Linked DNA regions of Mus musculus: regions 1, 3 and 4 are each linked to region 2. A link is a contact called in public Hi-C, HiChIP or PLAC-seq and promoter capture Hi-C data. All regions are on one chromosome and are shown on one strand. Each heading gives the region's core, a stretch centred on a gene start, on an enhancer-like site or on the middle of the called end of the contact. The rest is flanking DNA. Distances are from core to core; before and after follow the strand shown.

Region 1 (2,700 bases), core at 38-2,537, 530 kb before region 2:
AGAACTCTGGAGGTTGATGCAGTAGGATTTCAAGGTCATCCTGACCTGCATAGCAATACTTTGTGCCAAAAATTAAAATAAAATTAAATAAACAAGAAAATAAAAGTGAAAGTGATTAGCAAAGGCTTTGGCTTTGGCTTCACCTCTCAAGCACTCCAGAGCACAGAGGTAATGCCCCAGGATAGTTGCTGCCAGGAGCATGCATATTCCTTTAAGTCTGTTTGCTGACTATATTGCTGATCTACAGAAGGCAGGGACTTTCTTTTTATGGAAGATCTGATTCTACAGTGTTCAACACAAAAGGCCACGGGGCAAGAGAGAGATAAATAGTCTCCCTAGGGCTCAGAGCTAAGATTTTCCTGGGGCGCTTAAGCCAAGAAGAGTTGAGTTCTGGGTGGATGGATTTATGACTTTCTGCTTTCTGTCATTTGGAAAGTCGCTCCTTCAAGCCCTACACTTCTGGTCTGCTCCCAAGTGCCACCAAGGGCTCCGACCTCCTAGTCAGCCAGCCAGTGGACCCCTCAGAATCCAAAACCCTATTGCGCTAATACATGGAACGCCAGTCGCTATGTAAAACAGAAGAGTCTGGAAAGGACAGCTGTGCCATTTGTGGAAAAAGAAAGGCTACCTGTGATAGTGAAAGGGGAGTTTGTAGCGAATAGTCCTGTGACTTAGGGTTTTGAAAGTCATCCACAGGATTCTTTTTTTTTTTAAGGTTTATTTATTATTATACATAACTACACTGTAGCTGTCTTCAAACATACCAGAAGAGGGAGTCAGATCTCACTATGGGTGGTTGTGAGCCACCATGTGGTTGCTGGATTTGAACTCATGACCTTTGGAAGAGCAGTCAGCGCTCTTACCCGCTGAGCCATCTCTCCAGCCCCACAGGATTCTTTATCAAGGAGAAAAACATATGACCCCCCTCAATAAAAGAAGAAAAGCACCAACAAAATTCATGGATCATCTGTGACAAACCAGGAGTAAAAGGCACTTCCATCAATCTGTGAGAAAATATGCTGCTGACATCATTCTAAGGCTCTGAGCATCTTCTCTGATGCCCAGTGGTACTGATGGGACACAGCGGGAAGAGGAGGATGACACAGGCCAATCAGGGTCCCCCCAGGAGACTACTTCCTATGCAGCAAAACCCAAGAAGTTCCCAAATGCCTGGCCATCTGGTCCCTGGTCACTGGGGGCAGGACTGCCAGGACATTTTTCTTTCTCTGAGCTGGTACTGGGGTTGATTTCCTTGCTCAGAGGTTTGAAAGGGGTGGGGGTTGTTTATGATCTGATGCATTCTGCACACTGCCCTCTCTCTGCTTGGATTCCCATTTTAGGGACTGTTTACCCAGTTAGAATCCTGCCAGCGGATTTGTTTTTGTAAGAGACTCTGAATCAATGGCATCTTTGGTGTGTTTTGGTTACCTCTTGTCTAGGCGGCATTTTGCCTTTTCATTAATTAGAGGATCCTTGGAGACGAGTGGAAAAAATAAAATCAGCTCTCTGGGGTGCTTCAAATTGTGTCACTGATGGTAAGAATATTTGGGAACTATGCAGGGCTAGCATGTTCCCTGGCTACCCTCTCCTAGAGGAGAGACTATAATCAGGAGGTTTGGGGTGTTTAAACTCTGCAGAGAATGAAGCAGAGAAGTATTTGTTCTGTTAAACTCGATTACTTTCAAAAGATCTTCATCAACAGGCTTCTCTTTCTATGGTTTTAAAACAGGTTGAGCATTACTACTTTAAAATCTAAAACCCTTGGAGTACCAAGATGATGCTTACAAGTGACACCACAAAGTCATCTGACTTACTATATAGGGTTGACTTTGGGCTATGTGTGTAAGGGGGAGGTTTAGGAGACATAATTGAATTTCAACTTTGGATCCCACACCTTTTGAGGTAGCTCAGTATGTCTATGTAAATACATCAACATCCAAAACCCAAAATCCCTTCTGGTCCTAAGCATCCTGGTTATGAGATACACAGTTTCTCCTCTCCTTCTGATTTCCCCAGCAAGGGTGATGGCTGTATCGTGTCCCCACATGGCAGGGCAAGAACCTGGAAGTTTGCTTTCTCAATCTTCCTGGGCTTCCACTCATGGTGATGGTCATCAGGGCCTATAGGAGGACTTTCCTTTATCTATTCTCTTCAGTGCCAGAAATACTTCCCAGGCTGAGGCGTTTATTGCTTCTTGCTTAGAGCATTGCTGTTGATCTTAACTGCCTTCCCTATTTGTAGCCTCTGCTTTCTACTTTTAGTTGGGTCTCTCCATTGTATCAAGAACATTGGTCCATCTAAGAACAAAGATCTTGTGACTCGCTTTCTGCCATATAGGGAGAGCTATACTTGTCTTCCTCTCCACTCACTTCATGTTTCCTGAAGGACAAGGATATTTCTCTTATCTTTGTAAGCCTCTCTGTATTCTTACAATATTTAGCACTTAGCAGTCATTGATCAAGACTTTTGTTGGCTTTTATCTAACTCTCCCTGTGATCACTCTAGTTATACTCTGTAAGGTCTTGCCTGGACTGCACTGGTAACGGTGTCATCTCTCCGTTTTCCAATAACGGAGCACTGTCTTCAGATCTTATGACAAGTTAAAATGAGGGGGAAGGATAGGAGGCAAAGCTGATATTCTTCAGTTCTTCGTAATCTATTTTACACTTCTCTCCGTTCTTGGATAACAGGCAGTGTGCT
Region 2 (2,700 bases), core at 84-2,583:
TGTGTTTATGTGGTTGGCTTTATCACCTGCCACTCCTGCGTCCCATCCTTTTTCCTTGGGTCCTGGCGCTCCTCTGTCACCTCTCCCCTACTTCCTAGCCTGTGCAACAACCCTAAGGGTTCTGTCCCGTCTCCTTTGGCCACTGGCCGCTAACATCTTTATTGATCGATCAGAAACCACATGTGTGCCTCAGCACCTGCAGAGGTTTCTACAGAGGACTAGGAGATGGTTATTTTGTTATTTGTGACATTGCAATAGAAATCCAAACAGAAGTTCTCCCTGGGCCACCCCAGTAGCCTGAGTACTAGAACACTATCCCTGAATTAAACTAATCTCCAGCAGTCCTCCTTGTGGCGTTTTAAATGCACATTGTCTTTGTGAGACCTTAAGATGAGTCCTTACCAACACTTATAACAGGACAGAAACTCAACAACATCAGGGTCTTATCCAAAAGCCAGCAAAGCATTACTGAATGTATTGGGCTCCGACTCCGGGGAACATGTATTTAAAAAAAAAAAAAAAAAGTACAAAGAACCCTGCCTGTAACTGTGTTGTTTACGAATAGGGGTTGAAGGTTACCAGCTAAGACACTGAAAGCAATTAACACTATTATTGCAAAAACAATGATCTATATCCATTTTGGGTGATCGCTTCTATATCCCACCCTGCACTGTTGTGATATACGCGGCTTTTGACCCGCTCGTTTTAGCAAAACATTCAAAAGATTGAGCAAGCGTGCCTGTGCGGTGACAGGCTGGACTTGATTCCTCCAATCCTGAGTCAGCCCACGTGCCCAGATACCCGGTAGGGATTTTTCCTTTACAGTAGGTTGCGGTCAGGATCAAAGGGGAAGAGTTGGGCTCAGGGTCACGTGGTGTCACCACAGGTACTGAGCTGCGCTTAAGGCCCGCCAGGTGTACCCGCCCAGTGGCGTCTCTCCCACTTAGGACCCTTCACCCCACCAGACACTGGAGGTGGGAGACAGGAAGGTCATCCTGAGCCCAGCCTCTGGCGCGTCCGGGCGCGGCGATCGCAGGGGACAGACAGAGCAGCCACACGGCTTGGGCTACGCCGCGCGCCCGCGCCGCGCCGAGCCGACTCGGAGGCGCCGCGGGCTTGCGGTTGTAGCCTGGGGAGAGGTGAGGGCGGGCCCAGGCGGTGGGGACTCCGCTGGGTGGGGGTCGTGGGAAGTCGCAGCTGTCACTCTGGCGCCCAAGCGGTGCAGCTCGGCAGGAGGTCCCCACCGGAGCCTGAATGCGCGCGGCCTCGCGGCTGCATTCCAACTTCTCTACGGAGCCGCGCTCTAGCCCGGGCGCGCGCTTCCGTCCCGCGCGTACTCCCAAAAACCCTTCCCCGCCCCCTGTCCCTCTCTCTAGTCCTCTCCCTTTCATTCTCACGCTCCTAGGCCGACCCGTGGAAGTTGCATCCTGGATAGCCCGGGCTGCGCTACTGAAGAGCTCCGAGCTAGAGCTCGGCCGAGCCTCCCGCCCGGATCCCGGGCAAAGACCGCCCAAAACCTGGTGCTGACCTTCGTCTGCACCGCTCTATGGTGACCCGAATCTCCGCTGCCCGAGTTGCAGCGGCTGTGCACCCCAAGGACTGCCAGAGCGCCCGGGAATCTGCAAGCCTGGGTGAGTTCCTGGTCTTTCTCGGCCATCCTTGTTAATGGTGGGAGAACCTGTTTACCCTGCAAACTTGAGATGTGACCAAAGCAGAGCAGCATGCCTTGCAGGACGTTTTTCAGATGGCAGGGAGGATAAATAGGCTCTCGGAGTCCAAGGCGACAAGCTCAGAAGTATAAAGGTGAAGTTGTATTTTTGTTTCTGGTCGCACGTGTATCTTTCCCTTTAAAAGCCGTGACTTGGGAAATGGTTTTCTACCCAGCAGGAGGCGGGAACTAAGATAACTCAGCAGCCTGAAAGTTTCCAAAGCTGAGAATGAAAATACAGTTTATTGGAAGGAAAGTCAAAACAGGATGGTGGGATCTATACAATGATACGTGCCTCCTGTGTGCGCCTGTTAGAATTAACTTGAGCTCTTTGTCAGAAATAACATATAAAAAGAGACAAAGATGCAAACAACTCCGAGCCCGGCCTTTCTTTATGTATTAGTTGGTGTGCATGAAATCTTTAAAATGCACCTAGGAAATTTCATGCAGGAAAAGACTATATCCGTCTAGCTTGGAAATTAAGGTTATTCCTAATACACCAGTAAAGGGCATTTAACACTCCCCCTCCCCAGCCCCCAGATAAAAGCACTGTTATTCCTATAGCCCGTTAAGGTATCTATTCTTTCTGCTTCCTGGGGGGGGGTGATTAATTTGTATTGAAATTTAGTGAAGGGAAAGTTGTTGGATTTTTCAGAGATCAAGAAGCCTGCTACAGCCGTGTAAACAGCTCTGGTGATGTGATCCATCAGTGACCTAGGGACACTTGGGGTGGGTCTCTGGAGATAAAGATCTCTGGGGAGGAATGTCCAGGAGCCACTGGCTGGCTGTGTGTGGTGCATTTAAAAGGAGACTGTGACAAGTTGCAAAGCATCCAATCACTAAGGAAACCATTGCAAAGAACTGCTGCTTTGTTGATGGCCACGTCTGAAAAGAGGGCCCTCTATAGGCTCCGTTCCTCACTGGAAAGAAAGCCTGCCTCTAGAAAGATCTGGTTGCTCTAAAGATGCTCTTTGAAAATACTTCATCCTTTG
Region 3 (2,700 bases), core at 79-2,578, 630 kb before region 2:
ACTGCATAAGAAGACCTGGTCCCTCTGGAGAGAAAAGTAAAACTCCTTAAAAGATAAATGAACCCAACCTAGTATTTGGAGAGGAGTTTGGCCCTAGAAAAGGAAGGCTTGCCCTCCAGTTAGAGGAAGGCGACCAGGGTTCTAGTTGCAGATGTACTGGCAGAAGTTCAAGTCACCCTCAGACTCCAGGCAGAGCTCAGGTGAACCCTGTCTACAGGTCGGAGTCACAGGGCAGCGAATTTTGGCAGGGCCGAGTGCTGCGAGAGGAGGAACCACCTTGGGAGGTGGCTGTCTTCTTTTCTTCTCCCTCAAGCACATCCATCGGGTTGGTGTAGGACTTGGGTGGCGGTCGTGGCATCGGGAATCCAACCTTGAGCTTGCTGGTGTCCCTGTGCTCTGCGGTGGGAGGAGGCCGATGCTGTCCGTCGCTGTAGTACTTGATGGCAGGTGTGAGCGCTGGTTCCGGCCAGTCCACGTAGACGGTGCTGATGCTGCTGCGGCGCGGGCCTGCTGGGGGCGCCTTGCGACAGCGGCGACAACGCTCTTCACACCAGGGCGCAAAGCTGAGCGCCAGAGAGAAGCCGCCCAGAAGCAGCAGGCAGCTGCCTAGGTAGCCCAGCACCAGGCTGTAGCTGACCTGCACCGTGACCGGCGAGCTCGGGGCGGCCAGGACGTCGGGATCTGACAAGAAGTGGTTATACCAGGAGACCGGGATGAGGCTGAAGAGGCCAGCGACGAAAAACACCACGCCAGAGAGGCCCGCTAGCCCGTAGTGGGGCTCATCTTGCCAACAGCGCACACCGAGGGAAGCCAGCAGCAGCCCTAGGGCGGTAGTGGCCAGTGACGTGATCATGAGTCCCCGGGCCACCTGCACAGGCTGGGTCTGGAAGTAGTTCCACTCGTCGGGCTGGCCGCACTCGCGTTCGCGACTGCTCTGCTCGCGACATATGTCCCACAGCCCCTGGTACAGCACCACGTCCACTGGCTGGTCCAGAAAGCCCTTCACCAGCCGCCAGCCCGGGGCCAGTGTACTGACAAGATTAAGCAGCAACCCGCAGGGCGTGAGCACCATGCCCAGCGTCATCACCACCGGCGTCCGCATCCTGCGTAGCCTCTTGGGTCCCTAGCAGCTGTGGCTGCTCCGCTGCGCACCCTGTCCTCGAATCTGCGAGGTTGCCGGGCTGGGTAGCAGCGATGCTCGCTGCGCTCTCTGGGCGCTCTTTGTCTCTCGCGCGGAACTGTCCCCACTGAGCCTCTCACACCAAGTCCCCTCCTCTCTCGCGTCCCAACCGCTCCGCCCTCTCGCCCAGCCGCTGTCCCTAATCGAAACCAGCTCCGAGTCCGGTCAGACCGAAACCGCGCGCCCAGGTGCGGCCCCCAAGGCCAAACCCTACCGGGTGGGAGGGGCGGGAGCGCCAGGGCCACTTGGCAAGGAGGCGACCTCGGACTCTGAGGACCCGGACACCCCACCCTAGCCCAGCCGCTCCTCCTAGCCCGGCCACTCCTCCCAGCCCGCCCGGATGGTTTAGGGCTCGAGCAAAGGTCGCCCCGCCCTCGCTCTCTCGCACTGCCTGCGCGCTTGTAGGCGGGACAAAGGGGGCGGGCCGCTAGTGTCGTCTCACCTGTCGCCTAGCTACACCTTCCCCTCTTCCCTTTCCTTCTCAGGTCCGGTCAGAAAGCAAAGCGTCCCTACACTGCCTCCAATTCTCCCCAACTCTGCCCGTGGGCCCTGCCAACACAAGTCTCTTTTCACTCCCAGCTGGTGACCAGCATCCCTCGAAAGTTTTGCGCTGCCATCTGCAGCCACGTAGGGCACAGTGGTGCGCTCAGGATGCACGGGACCTGTGTGCACCACGGTTTCCAGGCTCAGGGTGTATCCAAACAGTTGCATTATGGAAACTTTGCTAGACTTGCTTAATAAAGTCTCCACGCTCTGCCTGAAGTTTAACTCATATGAAAGGGAGAGTATTTCTGGGTTGAAGAGTTGCGAAAGAGTTTTCTCTTCAGTCTTGTAAAGTCCTGCAGTGACTTATGTGTGTGTGTTGGGGGGTGGGGGTGGCACCCTTCTCAGAGGAGAATGAGGGAAGGAACTAAATGGGGGTACTGGGAGGAGAAGGGGAGCTGTTTGGGATGTAAAGTGAATACATTTAAAAATTAATAACAAACCGTTTTTTTTTCAAGTGGATAAGAGGCTGACTCGATTTTCCCGTTCAGAACTTGGCGGGCCTATGATGTATTGGAGAAACCCAGAGGTTCTGCGAGGATGGAATATAATTGGTTATTATCCAAAGAATGTCAATTAGCTTTTTTTATTTTCATGGAAAAGGGCAAATTTGTAACCAATGAAATATAATTAGAAGGAGCACGATATTCACCTTGATTGGTTAAAAACGACAGCTTGAAAATCTGCATCGGCAAAGGCAGGAGCCAGTGATCCCTGATGTCACTGGTTTAGTGTGCAGCCTTTAATTAGCCAATTTGACAGAATACAATGTTTACAATCCACGTGCTTAGGTTTCTTTTTTAAAAGGTTTTTATAATGAGCGTATAATTACCCACAATAACGTAATATGTTTTGCTCATTGAATACCACCTACTTTGGCACTGCCTGTCAAACTCATCTTAACATTCCTGTTGGTCTAGGTATGAGCTGTTCACATTCTCCTTAAATACCTTTACATATTTAGAACATATTCACTT
Region 4 (2,705 bases), core at 13-2,512, 580 kb before region 2:
GTCTACATATTGTGGGGGTGGGGAGAGAGGGAAGTTTCACTTGAGTATCATTTGGGGAGGAGGTGATATCAGATGTAGTGGCATTGCCTCATGGAACTTTCTCCACCTCACTGGAACCAGCACGGTGTGAATGGCCACCCATTAAAAGCTAGAGGAGGGACTGACCCCAGAGTGGAACTGTAAGGGAATCAGACCAGCACTGCCACACCCTCTCCTATTCCCCCAGGAAGATGTGGGAGGAAAAACCTGAACACAAAGGGTTGTGTGCACATCTGGGAGTTGGAAGGATGCTGGCTAGAGGCGGGGTGGAAGGAAGGTGAGGCAGCTGTGACTCACTCTGAAAGAATGGGGGTGTTGGAGCTTATACATTGTCAAGGACTAGAAAACGAACTCAGATGACCTTAGATTTAGCTAATGGGAACATTGATTTCCTTTATGAAATTCAGCCAAATACATTTAACTTCTACTTCAACATTGCCAGCAAGTATTTTTCAGTTCTTATCGTAAAGTCCGTTTTTCTTCCCCACTGGGTCACTGTTTGATTTCATACCCTAGGACATATTTTACATACCAAAGCAGACCTGGTGTCCATGTTCTCCCAGCATCCCTCAGTCCCTACATGGCATGCCCTGCTCCCAACCCGGAACTTTTCAGCCCAGTGACTGGGCTGCCCTTCTGTCAGAGGCTCTTCCCTATGTAATCCAGACATTTTGGTCTCTCCTTTCTCTCCTTCTCTTTCTCTGAGTTTTCTCTTCCCCCTCTGCTCTCTTTCCCTTTCCATGGTGACTTTTATGGCCTCAGTCATTGGGGCCAGTGAACACACCTGACAGCAGCTTTGCAATAAACCTGTGTTTGTGTATATATATATATATACACACACACACATCTAAATCTGACTTTAATTGGCTAATTTCACCAAAGGAGAAATAGCATGTCACTCGCCTTTGGAGTTTTTTAGCTGCCCCTTTAAAAAAACTTCATCCAGTGATAATGTCTTAATTCAACAAGGTACCCAGCTGTTAATTATACTGCTCATAAACATGTCTTCCTTTCCTTTTCAGAGAAATGAAGGGAAAATGATGACCATCCTCCTTCTAGAGTCAGCCTTATAGCACAGCTGTGTGCATTCCCCCTCGGGCCACCTGCCCCCAGGCTTACCTGTCCACCCAGCATTCAGCGAAGCCCAGTGTTACCATTGTCAGCAGCAGAAAGTTGGAAGAACTAACTCAGTTAACAACACAAAGGGAAAGCAGATTCTTTGTTAGCTCTCCTGGCTGTGTTGCATCATAATTACAGTTTTATGCAGCCTCCGAATTCTTTTTATTCCCCTTAGGCGACGACGGCGTGGAAAGCAAACGTTTCTTTCTTTTTTCTTTTCTTTTTTTTTTTTTTTTAATGTTTCAGTGTTAATACGTGTACAGACCCTGTGAGCTGACAATTATTAGCAAATAAAGAATAGTTTATTATCTAACCTAGTTATTGTGGTCATATTTCATATCACAACAGGACAGTTTCACTGTCCTTCTTCCAAGGAGGCTGTAGGGGAAAAAAAAAACCCACATCTCGGTAGTTTGAGAGATGGGATGCAGTGAGCGTCCCTGGCTGCCTGCCATTTCCCTTCTCCTGCTCCCATCCACCCCCCACCCTAATGAATATTCAGCCTGCATCCTTCCACCGGGAGCCTGAATTGGATGCTTCCTGTTTTTCTTACCAAAGATTGACTGTTGTCCTGGGGGAAAGGGATTGTTTATGAGGATTTGCAGCTGGGAAGTCCTGTTTGTTTATTTATTTATTTATTTTAAAATTATGATCCTGACCCTGGAGACAACATATATTTCATAGTTTCCAGTAGTGCCTTGTGTGTTTGGACAGGTTGGTTACTGCTGTCTGCGCCTCCTTTTGTCATGGTGAGCAATTCAAAGGCAGGCAATGGCACTTATTAATTCCTTTCTTTAGGGTGCCTACCACAATGCTCAGATCAAAACAGAAGCTAAGTCAAATTTGTTAGATGAATAGGCATTCCTAAATCTTCTAGAAAGAGGCAATCTTAATCATCCAGCCATAAGGCTAAGAAAAGGGGAAGGTGAGATAATACTCGTGTGTGTGTGTGTGTGTGTGTGTGTGTGTGTGTGTGTGTGTGTGTGTCTGTGTGTCTCTGTGTGTGTGTGTGTGTCTGTGTGTGTGTGTGTCTCTGTGTGTGTGTGTGTGTCTGTGTGTGTGTGTTCTTTTCTTTCTGGCAAAGCTTTGAATACAATGGCATACTACAGGGGTTCAGTTTTTTTGTGTGTTTGTTTTCCTTTCAACAGTGGGTTTTTCCATACTTCGCCTGGTGTTTCTTACAGGTGTGCTTTGCTGCATGGTAAGTCTGTGGATAACAAGCTGCATGGTTTGTTGTGTGGTTGGCAAATTATTAGCGGATGTTAGGTACACCCTTGCTCCTTGTTACGGGGTAGCCTGGGACATTATAGAAAGTTGACAATCCAGTGATGGTTTGGTTGTTTTACAGAACTTATGGGTGAAAGCATATTTGAAGGTATGATTCCACTGAAGTCGTTTACAGGCAAGTGAGCACGGGCTATTTAAGACAGATAGCCTTTTAGTGGATGATTTAGACTTCTTCGGAGGGAAGGTCTGGAGGCCTTTCAGAGCTGAAAGATCCTGGAGTCGGCTGAGCTGTTAAGGATGGTGTTCACACTTGTCATCTG

Evidence for each region. Promoter capture Hi-C pulls out the DNA fragments that hold promoters and counts their contacts. A called contact is a pair of places that touch in the nucleus more often than the background predicts. HiChIP or PLAC-seq counts read pairs in DNA pulled down with a chosen protein or histone mark.
Region 1: a Hi-C map of cerebellum shows a contact between it and region 2, with 2.5 times the contacts expected there. The contact joins the enhancer-like site here to the promoter of Trmt9b in region 2. A contact is called at or near these places in 1 of 39 promoter capture datasets (the C10 cell line), 1 of 484 Hi-C or Micro-C datasets (cerebellum), 2 of 115 datasets of contacts at active chromatin or transcription factors (craniofacial prominence and embryonic stem cells) and 2 of 9 other capture datasets (adipose tissue and embryonic stem cells).
Region 3: a contact with region 2 is called in an H3K4me3 HiChIP or PLAC-seq map of embryonic stem cells, with 4 times the contacts expected there. The contact joins the promoter of Cldn23 here to the promoter of Trmt9b in region 2. A contact is called at or near these places in 2 of 39 promoter capture datasets (the 3T3-L1 cell line and embryonic stem cells), 2 of 115 datasets of contacts at active chromatin or transcription factors (both in embryonic stem cells) and 1 of 9 other capture datasets (liver).
Region 4: a contact with region 2 is called in a promoter capture Hi-C map of stem cell-derived epiblast-like cells, with 4 times the contacts expected there. The contact joins the promoter of 5430403N17Rik here to the promoter of Trmt9b in region 2. A contact is called at or near these places in 4 of 39 promoter capture datasets (the C10 cell line, liver, pre-B cells and 1 more), 1 of 484 Hi-C or Micro-C datasets (cortical neurons) and 1 of 9 other capture datasets (embryonic stem cells).

Annotation. Positions count from the first base shown.
Region 1 is chr8:35,923,089-35,925,788 of GRCm38.p6, forward strand. No RefSeq gene overlaps it. Among named protein-coding and RNA genes, the nearest start is that of 5430403N17Rik, 41 kb to the left of the region's middle. Within about 2 kb of position 1,288, at least 5 of the 459 cell types and tissues checked have an H3K27ac peak or open chromatin away from gene starts, as enhancers often do. A contact at or near this core is called in cerebellum, where this site is marked.
Region 2 is chr8:36,456,753-36,459,452 of GRCm38.p6, forward strand. It overlaps Trmt9b (tRNA methyltransferase 9B), which reads left to right and starts at 1,334. Exons shown (of 5, transcript NM_176952.5): 1 at 1,334-1,631.
Region 3 is chr8:35,825,231-35,827,930 of GRCm38.p6, forward strand. Cldn23 (claudin 23) reads right to left here and starts at 1,329. Exons shown (of 1, transcript NM_027998.4): 1 at 1-1,329. The coding sequence starts at 1,102. The coding sequence ends at 212.
Region 4 is chr8:35,881,695-35,884,399 of GRCm38.p6, forward strand. 5430403N17Rik (RIKEN cDNA 5430403N17 gene) reads right to left here and starts at 1,263. Exons shown (of 3, transcript NR_046181.1): 1 at 1,159-1,263.